Regions from separate parts of the Sus scrofa genome. Here regions 2, 3 and 4 are each linked to region 1. Evidence: chromatin contacts called from public HiChIP or PLAC-seq data. All regions are on one chromosome and are shown on one strand. The core of a region is the stretch at or near the end of the contact, and the rest is flanking DNA. Distances in the headings are between cores, read along the strand shown. Region 1 overlaps CTIF (CBP80/20-dependent translation initiation factor). Region 2 overlaps DYM (dymeclin). Region 3 overlaps DYM (dymeclin). Region 4 overlaps DYM (dymeclin).

Evidence for each region. HiChIP or PLAC-seq counts read pairs in DNA pulled down with a chosen protein or histone mark.
Region 2: an H3K27ac HiChIP or PLAC-seq map of alveolar macrophages shows a contact between it and region 1. The contact joins two enhancer-like sites. A contact is called at or near these places in 2 of 2 datasets of contacts at active chromatin or transcription factors (alveolar macrophages and skeletal muscle).
Region 3: a contact with region 1 is called in an H3K27ac HiChIP or PLAC-seq map of alveolar macrophages. The contact joins two enhancer-like sites. A contact is called at or near these places in 2 of 2 datasets of contacts at active chromatin or transcription factors (alveolar macrophages and skeletal muscle).
Region 4: an H3K27ac HiChIP or PLAC-seq map of alveolar macrophages shows a contact between it and region 1. The contact joins two enhancer-like sites. A contact is called at or near these places in 1 of 47 Hi-C or Micro-C datasets (epiblast stem cells) and 1 of 2 datasets of contacts at active chromatin or transcription factors (alveolar macrophages).

What each region holds. Positions count from the first base shown.
Region 1 is chr1:98,373,937-98,377,949 of Sscrofa11.1, reverse strand. The region is part of intron 9 of CTIF (CBP80/20-dependent translation initiation factor); the gene reads right to left. Among named protein-coding and RNA genes, the nearest start is that of TRNAD-GUC, 150 kb to the right of the region's middle. Within about 2 kb of position 2,154, at least 51 of the 83 cell types and tissues checked have an H3K27ac peak or open chromatin away from gene starts, as enhancers often do. A contact at or near this core is called in alveolar macrophages, where this site is marked.
Region 2 is chr1:98,848,573-98,852,585 of Sscrofa11.1, reverse strand. All of the region lies in intron 13 of DYM (dymeclin), which reads left to right. Among named protein-coding and RNA genes, the nearest start is that of DYM, 170 kb to the left of the region's middle. Within about 2 kb of position 2,020, at least 2 of the 83 cell types and tissues checked have an H3K27ac peak or open chromatin away from gene starts, as enhancers often do. A contact at or near this core is called in alveolar macrophages, where this site is marked.
Region 3 is chr1:98,771,340-98,775,352 of Sscrofa11.1, reverse strand. All of the region lies in intron 14 of DYM (dymeclin), which reads left to right. Among named protein-coding and RNA genes, the nearest start is that of SMAD7, 230 kb to the right of the region's middle. Within about 2 kb of position 2,207, at least 7 of the 83 cell types and tissues checked have an H3K27ac peak or open chromatin away from gene starts, as enhancers often do. A contact at or near this core is called in alveolar macrophages, where this site is marked.
Region 4 is chr1:98,690,014-98,694,026 of Sscrofa11.1, reverse strand. The region is part of intron 16 of DYM (dymeclin); the gene reads left to right. Among named protein-coding and RNA genes, the nearest start is that of SMAD7, 150 kb to the right of the region's middle. Within about 2 kb of position 2,031, at least 1 of the 83 cell types and tissues checked has an H3K27ac peak or open chromatin away from gene starts, as enhancers often do. A contact at or near this core is called in alveolar macrophages, where this site is marked.

The sequences.
Region 1 (4,013 bases), core at 905-3,404:
ATTTCTTGGACCTGTGAAATCTGAGGGTTGCCAACGTTTTATTTTGCTAAAAGGATGTTTTTTAGAAAGCTTCCATCCATCATTTCATAAAAGAAAGGACAATGCCAAGATAGTAGGAAGGATGCAATCTCAGAATAATAGCCGGTCCTTCCCGGATAGGGCGGTTGGCGGCTGTTCAAATCACGCCATACATAAACCACGCTGGTGCAGAACGCAATGTAGACCAGCTTTGGTTTGAGGCCTGGCCCCCCGAAACCGCTCAGCTAGGGCTCTCCCAGCTGGTACTTGTGTCTAACAGGCCTCCTTCCAGCCCCGATTCCGGGCCAAGGCACTTACTGGTCTTTTGGACCCGGAGAGGAGGCCCAGCACAGGAGTTAGGACACAGGACAGGGAAATGTCAACTGGAGAAAAAGGAGAAAACTCTTTGTCCTCCGGGGTGTGCTGGGAAGACGGGTAGGGGCAGGGGAGAGGGGTGTACCCCGCCAAGCTCCCCTCTGGCTCTGCTTCCCCAAACTGGGTAGCACGGTGGCCAGTGGTGGGGGTGGGGGACAGCAGCTGCCCCAGGCTGCAGGCGCCGGGCATTCCTACTCTAAGCTCCCCACATGTCCCCAGAGTCCCCAGCCCCCTTTATAAGGCACAGGGAGCCAAGGAGTCTGTGTGGCCCCGCCAAGTCAGCCCGGAGGCCCGGAGGAGGGAACCCAATCCGAGGTGAGGTGGAGCCGCCCTCCTGTGCCAGCCCTAGGAGCTGCCGCCTGCAGCTTCCCAGAGCCCCTGGCATCTGACCTGTGGCCCTCTGGGTGCCCTGGGGGCCTGGGATCCAGCCAAGGAAGAGAAAGCCAGATGCCTGAGAGGGCCTGGGGGGTGGGTGGCGCTCATGCCCCCCGGGCGCTGCACGCTTTAAATAGCTCAGCTTCTCTCAGCCTAGCAGCCCGCCAGCTTCTTCTTACACTTTCCACACCAGAGACGGCTGATTTCTGGGTCTGGATGGGGAGCGGGTAAGAGGACGGGGTGACCTGGCCTCCATGGGCAGCGGAGTTGAGGAAGGAAAGCAAAGTTCCCTCTGTTCCTCTACAGCTCGTGGGACTTCATCCTCCAGGCCAGGCAAGCATCCTCAGCCCCTGATGGGTGAGGGCCTCATAAGCTCTCCTGTCTCCCAAGGGAGACGTGTGTACCCAAGCCAGGCCACACTCTGCTCAATAAACCCAAGACCAACACCCACATCCCAGAGAGCCTCCATGGCCTCCCTCCCTGCCCCAGGTCCGATTCCCGCAGGGCCCACTCTTGGTGGGGCCATGACCCACCACCGCCCCAGAACCTCCTGGGGCCCCTGCTCCTTCCTGCTGCCCCCGCCAGGCTCCTCTAGCCCGGCTCTGTCTTTGGCAGCCTCAGCATTCACCAGTCCAACCATCACAGCTCCTTCTGTTTAGGTGGCACTTTACAGTTTACAAACTATCTTCACAGCCTCATTTCATAAGAACTTTCCAACCACCCCGCACAATGCACAGGGTAGATATAAATAATCCCCCTTTTAGAGCCAACGAGACCAAGAGCCAGCGAGATTAGGGGATATATCTGAGTTCATAGGTCAAATCACTGATACAATCGAGACCGAAACCCAGGCCTTAACCATGTGCCCTGTACGAAGAATGTCCCCTCTTGCCGCGCCCCTCCCCTTCTCCCACTGTCTGGCAAGAGGGGACAGAGGAACATTGACAGGAACACAAGACAAGGGTGAGGGAGGGCAGGGTCACACGTCTTCTCTCCCAGGCCCTGAACCCTGCTGCTGGCTCCATAGGTCACTTTCACAACCCAGGACAAAAATCTCACTAGATACGGCCTCAGACCGCCTGGCTCCAGCCACCCTCGCCGGCAGACGCAGACACACAGAGAACAGGCTGTTATCTCTCCTCTCCAGCCCGTTTCCTACACTTCTCACACAGCAGATTTCTTCCAGCCTGGCTGCCTCTCCCAGTCACCACCCACAGCCACTGGCCCCTGGGGCCTGGCCAAGTCCCCTAGACAGTGACGCCGAGTCCCTGCTATCAGACAGTCGCCTCTGCCCTCCCAGCCGCCGCCCCCAGAGTTCCCTGGAAATGTCCCTTCTGCAGGCCCGGCCCCCACGGCGACGCATGGCTTTGTCTGCACACACAGCTGACTTGTGTTTGCAGGGACAGACAGGGGCTGGCGCTGGGGCCAGAGCCAGGAGGCGCTGGGAGGGTAGGGCAGACGACGGGGAAAACACAAAGTCCAGAGAACAAACTGTTGCAAGCAAGCCCTCTGGGGTCATTTGGGAGCCTGACAGCAAGGAGGGGGCTGGCGAAGCCAGAAGCTCCTCGAAGACAGGGATGGGGTACTTTACAAAGATACTTCGTCTGGTCTGAGTACAGCAAAGCTGTGCCAGCCAGGAAGGGTAGGTTGACAGAGGTGGGGGCCTGGGGACAGATGGCAGGGAGAGACAGGGCCTTGAGACCATCTACACTCCTTTCTCTGAAGCCCCACCCCAGCGCTCTGCCCCCTAGGTATACAGCGGGTGCTCTATAGGTGCTTGTTAAGCTCAGTCAGCCTCCAGCCATCTTGCCCCCATGGGGTTCTCATTCCAACCAGCTCTCAAGCAGGCTGCCTCTTCTGTCGGGGCTGGAGGGAGAGGAATGGGGCACCCGGGGCAATGCACCAGCACAGTATGTTTTTGAACTTCCCTTTTATAAGGCAGAAGAGCCACAGTGTCTGCGTGGTCACACCACGATTACAGGGAGAGGATGTGCACGCACCCCGGGCCACAGAGGCGCACAGGGGAAAGAGCTGTAGTAAGTGTCCCTCGCCTTCCCGCAGCCCCTCTTCCGACTTTGTCTGTTTTGAACTCTGGGCTACTTAACCAGATTCTGAAATGAAGCCACAGCTGCTGAAATGCATAGGGGTCATAATAAATCAAGCTTGGGGGTGGGGAAGGGAAGTTTAAAAAAAAAAAAAAAAAAAAGGCAAGGCATGGCAGCAGCAGGGAAGAAGGCTTTTCACAGTGTGGCTCCTTCTCCGGAGTGACACTCTGGGCTGGGTGCCGGGGAAACCTTAGAAGGGCTCCTTTGGGATTGAGCAACCAGGCTGCCTCGGCTCACACCCCAGGGTCCTCACTTCTTAATAATTTAGAATGTCAGAAATGAGACAGCATGCAGGCGTGCATGCTCTGTCTTCCTTTTGACTTTGCGGGCCTCATGTCCTGTCCTCTCAGGCTTGGTGGGCAGTGAGGAGTGGACCAACTAGTTGAAGATGCCGCCACTCCTTCCTCTGGCTTAGACAGGTGACAGAGGCTTGAAGCCTCATCTGAGACATGATCCACTTCCTCTGTGGCCAGGGCCTGTCATAGGAGACTTAAACTGCCCCTGACCATGGAGCTGCCAACAAAGGGGCACTCACAGATGCCCATGTGCCCAGGGCATCAGAAGCGCCCACTCAACAGGACCCACTGTAACTCAGAGTTGCAGCCTCCAGCCCCTGGGACTGCCAAGTGGAGCAAATCAAACTGACCTGAGTTCCCTTTGACTTTTTTCATGAATCACGATGGTTCTGGGCTGGAAACTAGTGGGTGGGATGGCCACGGAAGAGAAGCTGAGGCCAGCCGGGGACAGCCTGGTGGAGAGGGACACCTCTGCCCCCTGTTCCCACTGACAGGCAGGGAGCAGCAGACCCTGAGTAACCAGAGCTCAGGTCTGGAAACCATCTCCAGATTCTTTCAGCCATAAGATGACAATGGAGAGATCACATGGCCACTGTTCTATCTGCAGGGGAGGAGGCACCAATCGAGTCATCTGAAAGGCATCTTCTTATCTCATTTTCCCCCACTTACTTTCTACCTTCTACCTGGTCCTGCCCCATGCCCAAAACAAATACCCCTCCAGCCAATAGAGGCACTTGGGCAGCAGGACAGTCTGAGGAGGTGTGGTATAGGGCAATGGGGGTGGGGAGGCACTGGGGTCCAGCTCCGCTTCTACCACTGACTGGCTGTGTGACTTCAAGTGTCT
Region 2 (4,013 bases), core at 771-3,270, 470 kb before region 1:
GCAGGGAGGGGGCTTCTGAAACAGATGGTTCTCAGGTAGCTGAGCCCTTGTTGATTATTCTGTTTGCTGCCCCCACACCTCATTCCAGCCTCCTTCCAGGATAGCTAAGTAACTAAAGTTAGAGTAGCAAAGACTGGAGGGTCTTCTTCCTTCTCTTCCCTTCTTTTCCCACTTCACTCTCTCTCTCACTTTCTTTCACTGACTAGTTGAGAAAGGTATGGATCGGTCAGGTATTACGTAATATATGGATTATTTTCCTGGAAAATAAACATGGAAAAGAAGACAAAGACTGTATTACTTTTAGCCTGAAAATCTTAATATTTTCTGTATATCTAATCCTTCATATTTCATTGTATTTTTAATTCAATAAGACTTATGGGGATTTTGCTATATGTCTGCCACTGCCAAAGTCCTCTTTAGTTTCATATTTGTTTACATTTTAATTTCAGATTAATGCCATTCCTTGAATCTAGAAATTAAATGTTATAGTCATATTGGTTTTATTTTTTAAAATTTAATTCAGTTTCAGCCTTATATCATTATCTGATTTCATTGTAGTTAGGAAGTTGTTTCTTGAGGGAAGGAATTTTCTGATATTAAGAGTTACAACAAATAGTTCAGTTTTGTTTCTAAAATCTTGGTAAGTTGTTCAACATTGTTTTCCATCTCTAAAATGATATAGGAGACCAATTTCGTTGTAGTGTTGTCGGAGTTAACAATGGATTATGCAGTCTTTCACGGCTCTATTTTGTTATAACATTTTGGAAATAATTTTAATTTAAAAATAAATCTAGAGAACACCTCTACAAAAAGTTTCTTGCTTTCTGTTAATATCCCTCCATTCTGATTCCTTGCCTGAAGGATCATCAAATTGCCTGTATTTCACAAGTATTTCCCTCAATGAAAACCTCATTGAATATAGATGGGTTTTAATGATAATGTTTTATTTTGGATTGGTAGGAGGTCTAAGCGATGGTTTTTGCAGTATAAGCATTTCTTTTAAACTTATGTGATTTATTTTTTAAAAGACAGAATTAACTTGTTCTTGCCCAGTGCCTGGGCAATAAAGAAACTCCAGTTTTTCCACTGCTTTGGTCTTTGTTGATCCTTGTTTGCTCTTGGCATAGCAGTAGCCAGGAAAGGAAAAAGGAATATTTTGCCTTAAAAATCTTGCTTTCTGTACTTCCTACAGCTAGTGGCGCTTTGAACATAACTACATTTTTTTTCAGGAAAGCCTGACATAGTTTTCTTTTTCAGTTTAGTCCTTTCTTTGGACACTATGTTGAGAAAACATTTAGACAGCTCCCAGTTGAAAATTTGTAAGTTTCCAATAGAAAATTTATATTTAGAGATTGCTGTTATTATACAGTAAAGGGTTTTGTTAGACTTGATGGGACATGTGAAAACTTTGTAGTTTAATTTCCATTTAGACTGTTGACACATTCGATATGTCAATTTTTAATTGACATTTATCTGAATTTTGATTTCTTATAAGTAAAGACCTTTCTGGACAGAATTGCCATGTGGGAAATTAAACATTAAAATAATTTACTATTGTGAATGAGCGGAGATTTTTACCCTGCTTTCAAGCTGACAAATTAGCCTGTCACAAATTTGTGGACCCTGGTCCAGACTCAAGATTCCTAGGCCAGGAGTTACCATCATGGCGCAGTGGAAAAGAATCCGACTAGGAACCGTGAGGTCGTGGGTTCGATCCCTGGCCTCGCCTAGTGGGTTAAAGATCCAGTGTTCCCATGAGCTGTTGTGTAGGTTGCAGACGTGGCTCGGATCTGGCATTGCTGTGGCTGTGGTGTAGGTTGGCAGCTGTAGCTCCGATTTGACCTCTAGCCTGGGAACCTTCATATGCCATGGGTGCGGCCCTAAAAAAAGCAAAAAAAAAAAAAAAAAAAAAAAAAAAAAAGAAGAAGAAGATTTCCGTGTCAGAGACAAATGACAGTTTATTGCTCACCATGGTGTGTGCCAGGGTTTCATCATTTTCTTGCGTGGCTCCCCATGCCCAGAGAAGCGTGACAAGGGTCAGGTAGTATCTGCGCATGCAATGGGTTACATTACAGGAGAGAACCCTCAGCTTAGGAAATCCCATCTTTCATAGCAGGCTTCAAGCAACCCTGCCCAGACTTTGTTTTGGACAGAGACATCTTTAATATATTTGACAGCAGCAACCTGCTGTTGGTTCTAAAGGGAGTCACTCTTTCTCCTTTCCATGTCTATTCACTCTCCAGAAATCCATGAAAAACTAGTCCAGAGGACAAGGCTGCTAAAACCTCTGCTTTCAAGATGTGCAGAAACACTAAAGACCTATGGGGAACTCTCTCCCCATGGTATTACTAGCTATTTATGCATTTCTGTTGCCAATTGGAAAAACCTGTCACCAAGTCATTTAGTTAATTGATACTGTTTTAGGTTTTCTATCTCACTTGCTAATGTGCTGGATTTATGTATCTTAGAAGAGGTAGTAAAGGGCCAAGTGGCCTCACTAGCCTCTGCTTTGTCCATGTGTCCTAATGAATCTTCTACTCAGGTGTCAATGTCAGTAATACCACCCTTACAGCCTTGTTTTTGAGTGGCTTTGACATAACCCAAGTATTTTTGCATTCAACACAAATCATAAAATTTTAGATTTGGAAGGATCTTTAAAGAACATCCAAGACAAGTTTGCACACTTCACTTGTGGAAATATTGACACCTAGATTTATCATGTGACTAAGTCTAAGTGAAAACTATTGCAGAAGCAGATGTAGAAATCAAGCCTCCCAGCTCCTTGCCTAGTGTTCTTCTCAGAACGAAAGAGAAAAACCGTGTGTGTTCATGCACATGTATTCTCTCTCTCTTACATAGTTGTGATCCCTAATACATTTAAAATGCTAAGGCCAGGTAAGAGAAATAAAATCACTTAATAAAGCATTTTCCTGCTTGATGAATTGCACATGCTTGATGGACTTTGTAAAAAGCAGCTTTGTCCAAGACAAAGAAATAAGAGTTGTGCTAACAGGAGAAATGAGAGTAAACAGAAGGTAAAGAGATTTAAAATGACTCATGTGCCCAATATAAATACAGACGGGCCCACAAGGGATGAGAGAATGCTGCTTTAGGAGAGATAGAAGGATAGTTGGGAAAAGGTACCTGCTACAAAGGAGGGTAAATGCTGTCACAAATACTGATGAATATCTTGAGCATTTAACATTTGTTTATTCTTTAAATGGGCCTCAGTTTCCTCATTTACAAAATGGCAATATCCTGCTAGGACTGCTTTGAGGAATAAATGGGTTTTTATACGCAAAGCGCTTAGAATAGAGCCTTTTCAGTAGCAATCACCTAGAAATTAGCAGAGGAAAAAAAAAAATCTTCCTTATTAGAGGACAGACAGCACAATGTCTTGCTTGTGATGGCCCAGTATGTATTTGAACAAATGATGAAATTCTGATGCTCTAATGAGATTAAAAGAAAAATGGTTAAATCTGCAGTTCTAAGGAGGAAACAACATGCCATATAGACCACCATTTTATTTTTTGCTTATTTATTTTGTCTTTTTGCCTTTTCTTGAGCTGCTTCCGCGGCATGTGGAAGTTCCCAGGCTAGGGGTCAAATCGGAGCTGTAGCCACCGGCCTACACCAGAGCCATAGCAACAAGGGATCCGAGCCACATCTGCGACCCACACCACAGCTCACAGCAACACCGGATCCTCAACCCACTGAGCAAGGCCAGGGATCGAACCCGCAACCTCATGGTTCCTAGTCGGATTCGTTAACCACTGCGCCCCAATGGGAACTAACTCCTCAGTGGCAATCTTTTAGTAAGTGCTGACTGAGATGATTCCAGGATGAATTGTGGGGTCTCAGACACCTTGTGATACTGTAGCAGCTTTTCTCAGTTAGGGTTTCAGGACTGAGTCAAACCCTCTGGGGAATGTGATGAATGACAGTTGTCTTAGTTCTTTTATTTTCTTTGTATATCTACCTTTTTCTCCTTATTCTGGATTCTTTCGAAGTGG
Region 3 (4,013 bases), core at 958-3,457, 400 kb before region 1:
TTTTAGGCAAGAAATAGATTTTTTTAAGGTAGGATGCTTGTGAGAGATGCAAGTGGGCAGGCAAAGAGGCTCTGCCCATTTTTATACATTTTTTGTTTGATTTATATAGTGTTCCTCTTGTTTAATCCCCAAAAATGTATTGAGTGTATATAGTACTGAAGGTGCCCTGGCAGTATTCTCCTTTAACCAGAGGCTAGAAAATTGATACTTCTTTGACAAAATAGGTCATATTTAATAGTATTTGCCAATTACGGGGGTGATTATGCAGTGAAAGGATAAGCTGAACTCCTGATGGACATATGCATTCTACTCTTGAACTCTACAGTTTTTAAAGTCATTGAACTGTTTTCTTCTTGCATGAAATTTTCACCAAGTTGAAATGAATTTCTTAAAACTTCTGCTTCCTGGAAATCCAAGGAAAGTTCCATTTGGAATCTATCATTGTCCTTATTTTAACATTTGTGTGTATGATACTTTGCAAATCACAACATTTTCCAAATGGGCTTCTGAAGTTGGGTTTTGATGACTTTCCTCAGAGTTTAGTGAAGAGGGCAGGTAACACTGATTCAGAAGTAGAAATGATAACTGAAATCACTCCTCCTGCCACTGATCTGAAAGGTGATTAAAGAAAACAGTAGCAACCTTAAAAAAGTAAGTGGTACACTATGTACATCTTTGGTGATAACTCAGGTTCTATTGGTCATTGCCATTGCTCACAACACTATGTATAAGTGAATTAACATTTGAAGCCATGTTTTCATTGTTATTCTCTTTTAAATTGCTTGTTAAATGGGAAAATTAGGTTTGTCCCTTTTTTCTTCCCTAGAAATGGCCAACAGCCACATAAAATTATGTGTCCTGGACTAATGCTTAGACCTCTTATGTGTAAAAGATGGAAAAGGCAAATGAAAGGGTCCTCATGCAGTGGTGGAATCCTGGATGTATACTTGCCACACCAGGATGGAGAGAACTGTGTTAGCAAGGAGTTTGATTATAAGCATATGTTTTCCTTCTCACTGTAGTACATAGAGTACTTTCAGTCTGCCTAGGGATTTCTGAGTTTAAGAAAGTGTTTATTCTCATTATACCATATAACTCGCCAGTCAATTGAGTAACAACGTAGAAAGCAGATAGCAAGTTACAAAAGCATTAGTGTTATTACTTTAGTACAGCCATGTTTGTCTGAACATCTCAGGGGAAAGCTGAAGCCTTCAACCAGCTTCTAGATAATAAGGAAATGCCCTGGCTGCTTAAAGAAAAATAAAACAAAAATTGCACTCAGGTTCTCCATAGGGAGAGAGAATGCCCACCACAGAGAGGGTTAAGCGTGTCTAGGAAAGACAGTGAAGTTCAGTTGGCGTGGCTGAGCTCTGATGTCTTTATACCAGAGTTTCATAAAATTTAATTCAGTAACTGAAGAGTCATGGGAGAATTCTTAAAAGACTCTTTTGACAATTTTTTAATAAGAATAAACCTCTGAAAAAGAGCGGATGTACATATATATATATAAATCAACCACTATTGTGCAGCAGAAATTATCGCAACAATATAAATTAATTATACTTCAATAAAACTTTAAAAAATGAAAAAACAGCAAAAAGAATAAACCTCTCAAACAATTTTGGCCATATAAAAACAGAACCTGAATATAGAAAATGAAACAAAAATAATGAGTTATAGTTGCTTTTTAAATACAACTGAGCTTTTAATTATGACTCTTGTCGCCATATCACGTAAGCTTTGTTTCCCTAACTTCTAACAATTAGCCACTACTTGAGAGGAATCTAACTTTTATTTGAGGTGGAATCATGAGGAACCAAATTATATTGCCCCCTAATCATCAAAGAACTTTTGAACCTTTTCACAGGACCCACTTTTCCATCTCATTCCCAAAGTAAATGCAAAGGCCCAAGCCAAAAAGACCCTGGCCAAAAAGAGTTAGGAGCCAGATCAGAAAATCAGAAGAATAAATAGAAACAGTTTATCATCAACTTTCTGAGCAAATACAGTCATTCCCCACTTCCCCACAATTTTGCTTTCTGAGGTTGCATTTACCCAGAATCAGCCATGGTCTAAAAATCTTAAAATGGAGAATTCCAGAAATAAACAATTCATAGTTTTAAATTTCATTCATTCTGAGTAGCATGATGAAATCTCTCGATGTCCAGCTCTGTCCTGCCTGGGACATGAATCATCCCTTTGTCCAGCATATCCCGACTGTTAGTCACATAGTAGCCATCTGGGTTATCAGATGACTTTCAGACATTTGGTTTCTTCAGAAATGTATTATGAAGTCTTCTGACCTTGTTCCATATGACAAGATAATTTAAATTCAGGAATTTTTCCATTTTTTCCCCTTGTTCATTTTAGGTCTTTCTGTTTTGAAGATTCCTTGTCAGTGTTTACTATTTAACTCAAATGTCAAAACCATTTGACTCAAATAGTTGATCGGTTGGGTAATATTGAAAGCTATCTTCAGCCATCTGTTTGTGCCTTTATTGAGCTGGTGTTAATATCTTCTTCTTCACACACACACAAGTAAATAAATACAAAAATACACGTACATACTTCTCTGTATTTCATAGTATCAGTTTTGGATGAGACTGTCACTTAAAAATTTTTCTGAAGATTTAAAGGTTGGAGTCAAGAATCTAACTTTTATAAAATATGAAAACAGGGATTCCCATCATGGCACAGCAGAAACAAATCCGACTAGGAACCATGAAGTTGCGGGTTCAATCCCTGGCCTTGCTCAGTGGATTAAGGATCCCGTGTTGCCATAGGCTGCGAGGTAGGTCGCGCACACAGCTCGGATCTGGCATTGCTATGGCTGTGTCATAAGCCGGCAGCTGTAGCTCTGATTAGACTCCTAGCCTGGGAACCTCCATATGCCACAGGTGCGGCCCTAAAAAGACAGAGAAAAAAAAGCAAAAACTTGAAGACAATTATTGGAGTTCCTGCTGTGGTGCAGTTGGTTAAAAATCTCGATTTCAGTCCCTGGCCCAAGAACTTCCATATGATGCAGGTGCAGTCATTTAAAATATATATATATATATTTCTTAAATGTGTCGCCATATCTAAGAAGTTTGAAACTACGAAATTTGTCACTGTTAAAACAGTTCCTTTTAGATGTTGTCTTTTTTTTTTTTTTTTTTTTTCATTTTAGGGCCACACCTGAAGCATATGGAAGTTCCCAAGCTAGGGGTCGAATCTGAGCTGCAGCTGCTGGCCCATGCCACAGCCACAGCAATGCCGGATCCGAGCCATGTCTGCAGCCTACACCACAGCTCATGGCAATGCCAGTTCCTTAACCCACTGAGCAAGGCCAGGGATTGAACCCACATCCTCATGGATGCTTGTCATATTCTTAACCCACTGTGCCTCAATGGGAACTCCTAGATGTTGTCATTTTTGAAGAAATTGTTCTGGGGTATTTATCCCAGTGATGGCGACATTAATCAGAAATATTGCTTAAAACTTTGATTTTGAGAGTTACTACTGTGGCGCAGTGGGTTAATGATCCAGCTTGTCTCTGTAGAGGTGCTGGTTTGATCTCCAGCCCAGTGCAGTATGTTAAAGGACCTGGTGTTGCTGTAGCTGTGGTAGGTAGGTCGCATTTCCACCTGTGATTCTATCCCTGGCCTGGGAACTTCTATATGTCACAGGAGCAGCAAAAAAAGGAAACAAAACAAAACTTTGATTTTTGGGATTATTTTAACATGATGTGAGGTAAAAATGAAGACGGCATAGCACATACACACCTATGGGGGTTCTAAAAGGCTATTTAAAACAAATGCATGAGGAGTTCCTGCTGTGGCTCAGTGGTAACAAACCTAACCCTAATCCATGAGGGTGTGGGTTTGATCCTTGGCCCCACTCAGTGAGTTAAGGATCCGGTGTTGCCATGAGCTGCAGCGTAGGTCACAGACACAGCTTGGATCCTGTGTTGCTGTGTCTGTAGCATAGGCCGGCAGCTGCAGTTCTGATTGGATCTCTAGCCTGTAAACTTCCAT
Region 4 (4,013 bases), core at 782-3,281, 320 kb before region 1:
GGTGTCTTCAAAAAATATTGTATCACTTTGCTGGAGAGAAAAGCAGAATCTGTGCTGCATATTCAACAAATAGTATGGAAGTAAAGTTCTGGAGGAGGTAAGAGGAAGGAAAGAGAGACATCATTGGGAAGATTTTAAGGAGAAGTTTGACCCTGATCTCCCTTGATGGGAGATGGAAGAGGAGGAATCCAGGCAGAGGAAATCCAGTAAGAAGACCCAGGATGAGTTCAGCTTAGTGTCCATCCAAAACAATCAGACTCCTTTAATTCCCTCCACCAAATTAATGTGGTTTTGTTGTTTCTTGATACGCTAAAGTCACCAGACTAGTGGCTTTCCAGCTTTTTTTGACCACCACCCATACTAAACAGTACATTTGACACATTTTTGTGTACAACTGAAACAAAAGCTTCATAAAACATAAATGTTTCATCTATGTGTCATGAGCTCAGATATTTCCTATTTTATTACTTTTCTTTCTTTTTTAAAAAATTTCCAGTCAGACCTGTTGAATTGATTACATGGGCCATTTTTATTTAGTGACTCCATTTAAAAATAATTCCAAGCTCAGTGATTTTCACAGTGTGATCCTTACACCAGCAGCATCAGCATCCCCTCAGAACTTATTAGAAATGGAAACTTTCGGGTGCTCCCCAGACCACCTGATTTGGAAAGCTCTGGGGCTGGCATCCAGCAGTCGCCCTCCAAGTGACTTCTGATGTGGGCTCAAGTTTAAGAAGCACAGCAGGAGTTCCCGTCATGGTTCCGTGGAAACAAATCTGGCTAGGATCCATGAGGATGCAAGTTCGATCCCTGGCCTCGAGCACGGGGTTAAGGATCCGGCATTGCCGTGAGCTGTAGTGTAGGTCGCAGACTTGGCTTGGATCCCACATTGCTGTGGCTGTGATGTAGGCTGACAGCTGTAGTTCCAATTAGACCCCTAGCCCAGAAACGTCCACGTCTTGGGTGCGGCCCATAAAAGACAAAAAAAGAAGAAGAAGCACAGCAGTAGATAATCCTCTCAGACACACCAGCACTCTCCATACTTAGGGCCTCTGCTCTGGCTTCTCCTTCTTGCCTCAATTGCTTCCCCTCCCCCAGATATCTGCACACCTTCAAGTCTTTACCCACATGAGCAAACGAAGACTCCCTGCCAGTGAGGCCGTCCCTGACCTCGGTGTTTATATTTCAGCACTCCCAATCCCCCTAATCCTACTGTAGGTTTCCTTTTCCCACAGCATTTATCACCTAGCACACTATGTAATCACTTGTTATTATTCTTTCAGATAATGTGAGCTCCAGGAAGTCAGGAATCTGTAACATTTTGTTCACAGATGTACCTGAAGGTCATATCTGGCACATGGTGGGCACTTTAATATTTGCTGAATGGAAGAGAAAGAGAAAAGAGGGAGGCCATTGATCACTAAGTGATGATCCCAGATGCTGCTTCAAGTAAACATTGTCTTTTGGAGAACAGCTCTCCATAGACTCTTGCAAGGTCAACTCTCTTCTCAAAATATTCTAGAGGAGAATAAGAGTAGAGGCCCTGGTCACTTTGCTGAAATAGATACATTTTTTAAGCCTGTAATGTTCTACACTCATGCATTCTTATAGCTGCAAAGCCCTAGTCCAAAGACCTTGTACTCCTCATCAGTAAGTTAATTACTATGTAAACTGGCCTCACTAAATTTTTAATCATTTCTCAGGGATTCTCTTCTTGGCTCTCACCTGCTGGGAGATTTTTAAGGAAACTCCATACTGTTTTCCATAGTGGTTGCATCAGCTTCCATTCCCACCAACAATGCGGGATAGCTCACTTTTTTCCACACCCTCTCCAGCATTTATTGTTTGTAGATTTTTTGTGAAGGGATGTTCTTAATTGAGCATATATGCCAAAAGTTTCTGAAAAGTTTTAAGGTGATATAAGACTTTTTAAAGAAACTGTCTTATTAAACACCAGTACAATTCCTTACTCATAGCAAAGTTGGTCATTTAGGGAAGCAAAACTCTTTCCTTATCATGGCTTTCATTTCTGGGGCAAGTTGGGAGGGGCAGTGATTGGCACATAACTAATCACACAGGGAAGCTGGTAAGCATCTTGCCACAGAGTTGAAGTTTTTTGTCCAGCATTTGTTGGTTTTAGAAGATCCAAACTCCTAAAACTCTAACATAGTTCTATGAAGAATGTGAATACGGTTGATATGTAACAGTGAGTTTGAGATAATTAATAGGCTAACATAACAATTTTTGTTTTCCTGTCAATTCAACACACCCAGTTCTTTATAGGAATCTTGCCTGGGAATTCTGAGAGCACTAAGAAGTACCTTGGACAATGAACACTAATTGGTAGGGATCTAATCCATTTTGAAACTTGGAAATAATGATATTGTCTTTAACTCAAGCACAGTTTGAAATAAGAATTTGGACAAATAGTTTGGGGGATTTCCTAATTTTTGACAAATACAGTGCTAGTTATTTGATTGTAAAGATATGCTCTTCTTAAAGAAAATCTAGTATGTAAAAACCCCAACATTAAAAAACAATAAATTATAGACTAATTGGCTGTGTCCAGGAAGAATCTTTGCTCATCAAAATGATTTCTCACGTGATCTTTCAAATAGAAAGGACCCTGTTACATTTAAATATGAAACAGTTTCCAAAAAGCGCTTAAAGTCAGCTTTTCTCTGGAATAGTTAAGTTAAACCAGACTGGTGTTTAGTATCAAATTATATTTTTGCCTTAAAATGAGATTGGAAGGAATGTATTTTAGACCCATTTTTAGAAGTATATTGAATCACAAGAATAGTAACTTGTTCATAGTCATGCATCATACCTAGAATTGTAATCAAGATCCCATCTACTGATAAATTCACCCTTTTTATTTTTTTACTTTTTAAATCGTGAGAAAGTGAAGATTTTTTTTTTTTTTTTTTTTTTTTTTTGGCTTTTGTTGTGGTTGTTGTTGCGGTTGTTGTTGCTATTTCTTGGGCCGCTCCCGAGGCATATGGAGGTTCCCAGGCTAGGGGTTGAATCGGAGCTGTAGCCACCGGCCTATGCCAGAGCCACAGCAATGCGGGATCCGAGCCGCGTCTGCAACCTACACCACAGCTCACGGCAATGCCGGATCGTTAACCCACTGAGCAAGAGCAGGGACCAAACCCGCAACCTCATGGTTCCTAGTCGGATTCGTTAACCACTGCGCCACGACGGGAACTCCAGAAAGTTAAGATTCATGTACTCACTCTTTAGAACAAGAAAAGGAACATTGCCAAGAGTGCAGAAGTCCCAGTATACGTACCCTGTCCACCTGTAAACACACACTGTCTTGAACTTGAAGATAATTGCCTTCTTTTTTTCTTCATAACTTTACCACCTGTGTGTATAGTCCCAAACAATATGGTTTCCCATTTTGAAACTTTTTATAAGTGGAATCATGCAGTTTATTTTCTTTTTTAAATGTTTTTATTAAAGTATAGTTGATTTACAGTGTTCCTTCAATTTCTGCTGTACAGCAAAGTGACCCAGCCACCCATACACGTTTCTTTTTTTTTTTTTCTTTTCATTTTCCATCATGTTCTAACCCAAGAGACCAGACATAACTGCCTGTTCTGTAGAGCAGGACCTCATTACCCATCTGTTCTAAATGTAACAGTCTGCATCTACCCACCCCAAATTCCCCATCAGTCGCCCTCTCTCCCACTTCCCCCTGGCAAGCACAAGTCTGCCATGATCTGTTTGTTTTATAGATACATCACTTCTGCCACATTTTAGATTCCACATGTAAGTGATACCTTATGGTGTTTGTCTTTCTCTTTCTGACTTACTTCCCTTAGTATGAGAATCCCTAGTTCCATCCATGTTACAAATGGCATTATTTTGTTCTTTTTTATGGTTGAGTAGTATTCCATTGTGTATATGCACCATATCTTCTTAATCCATTCATCTGTCAATGGACATTTGGGTTGATTCCACGTCTTGGCTATTGTGAATAGTGCTGCATGAACACAGGGTTGCAT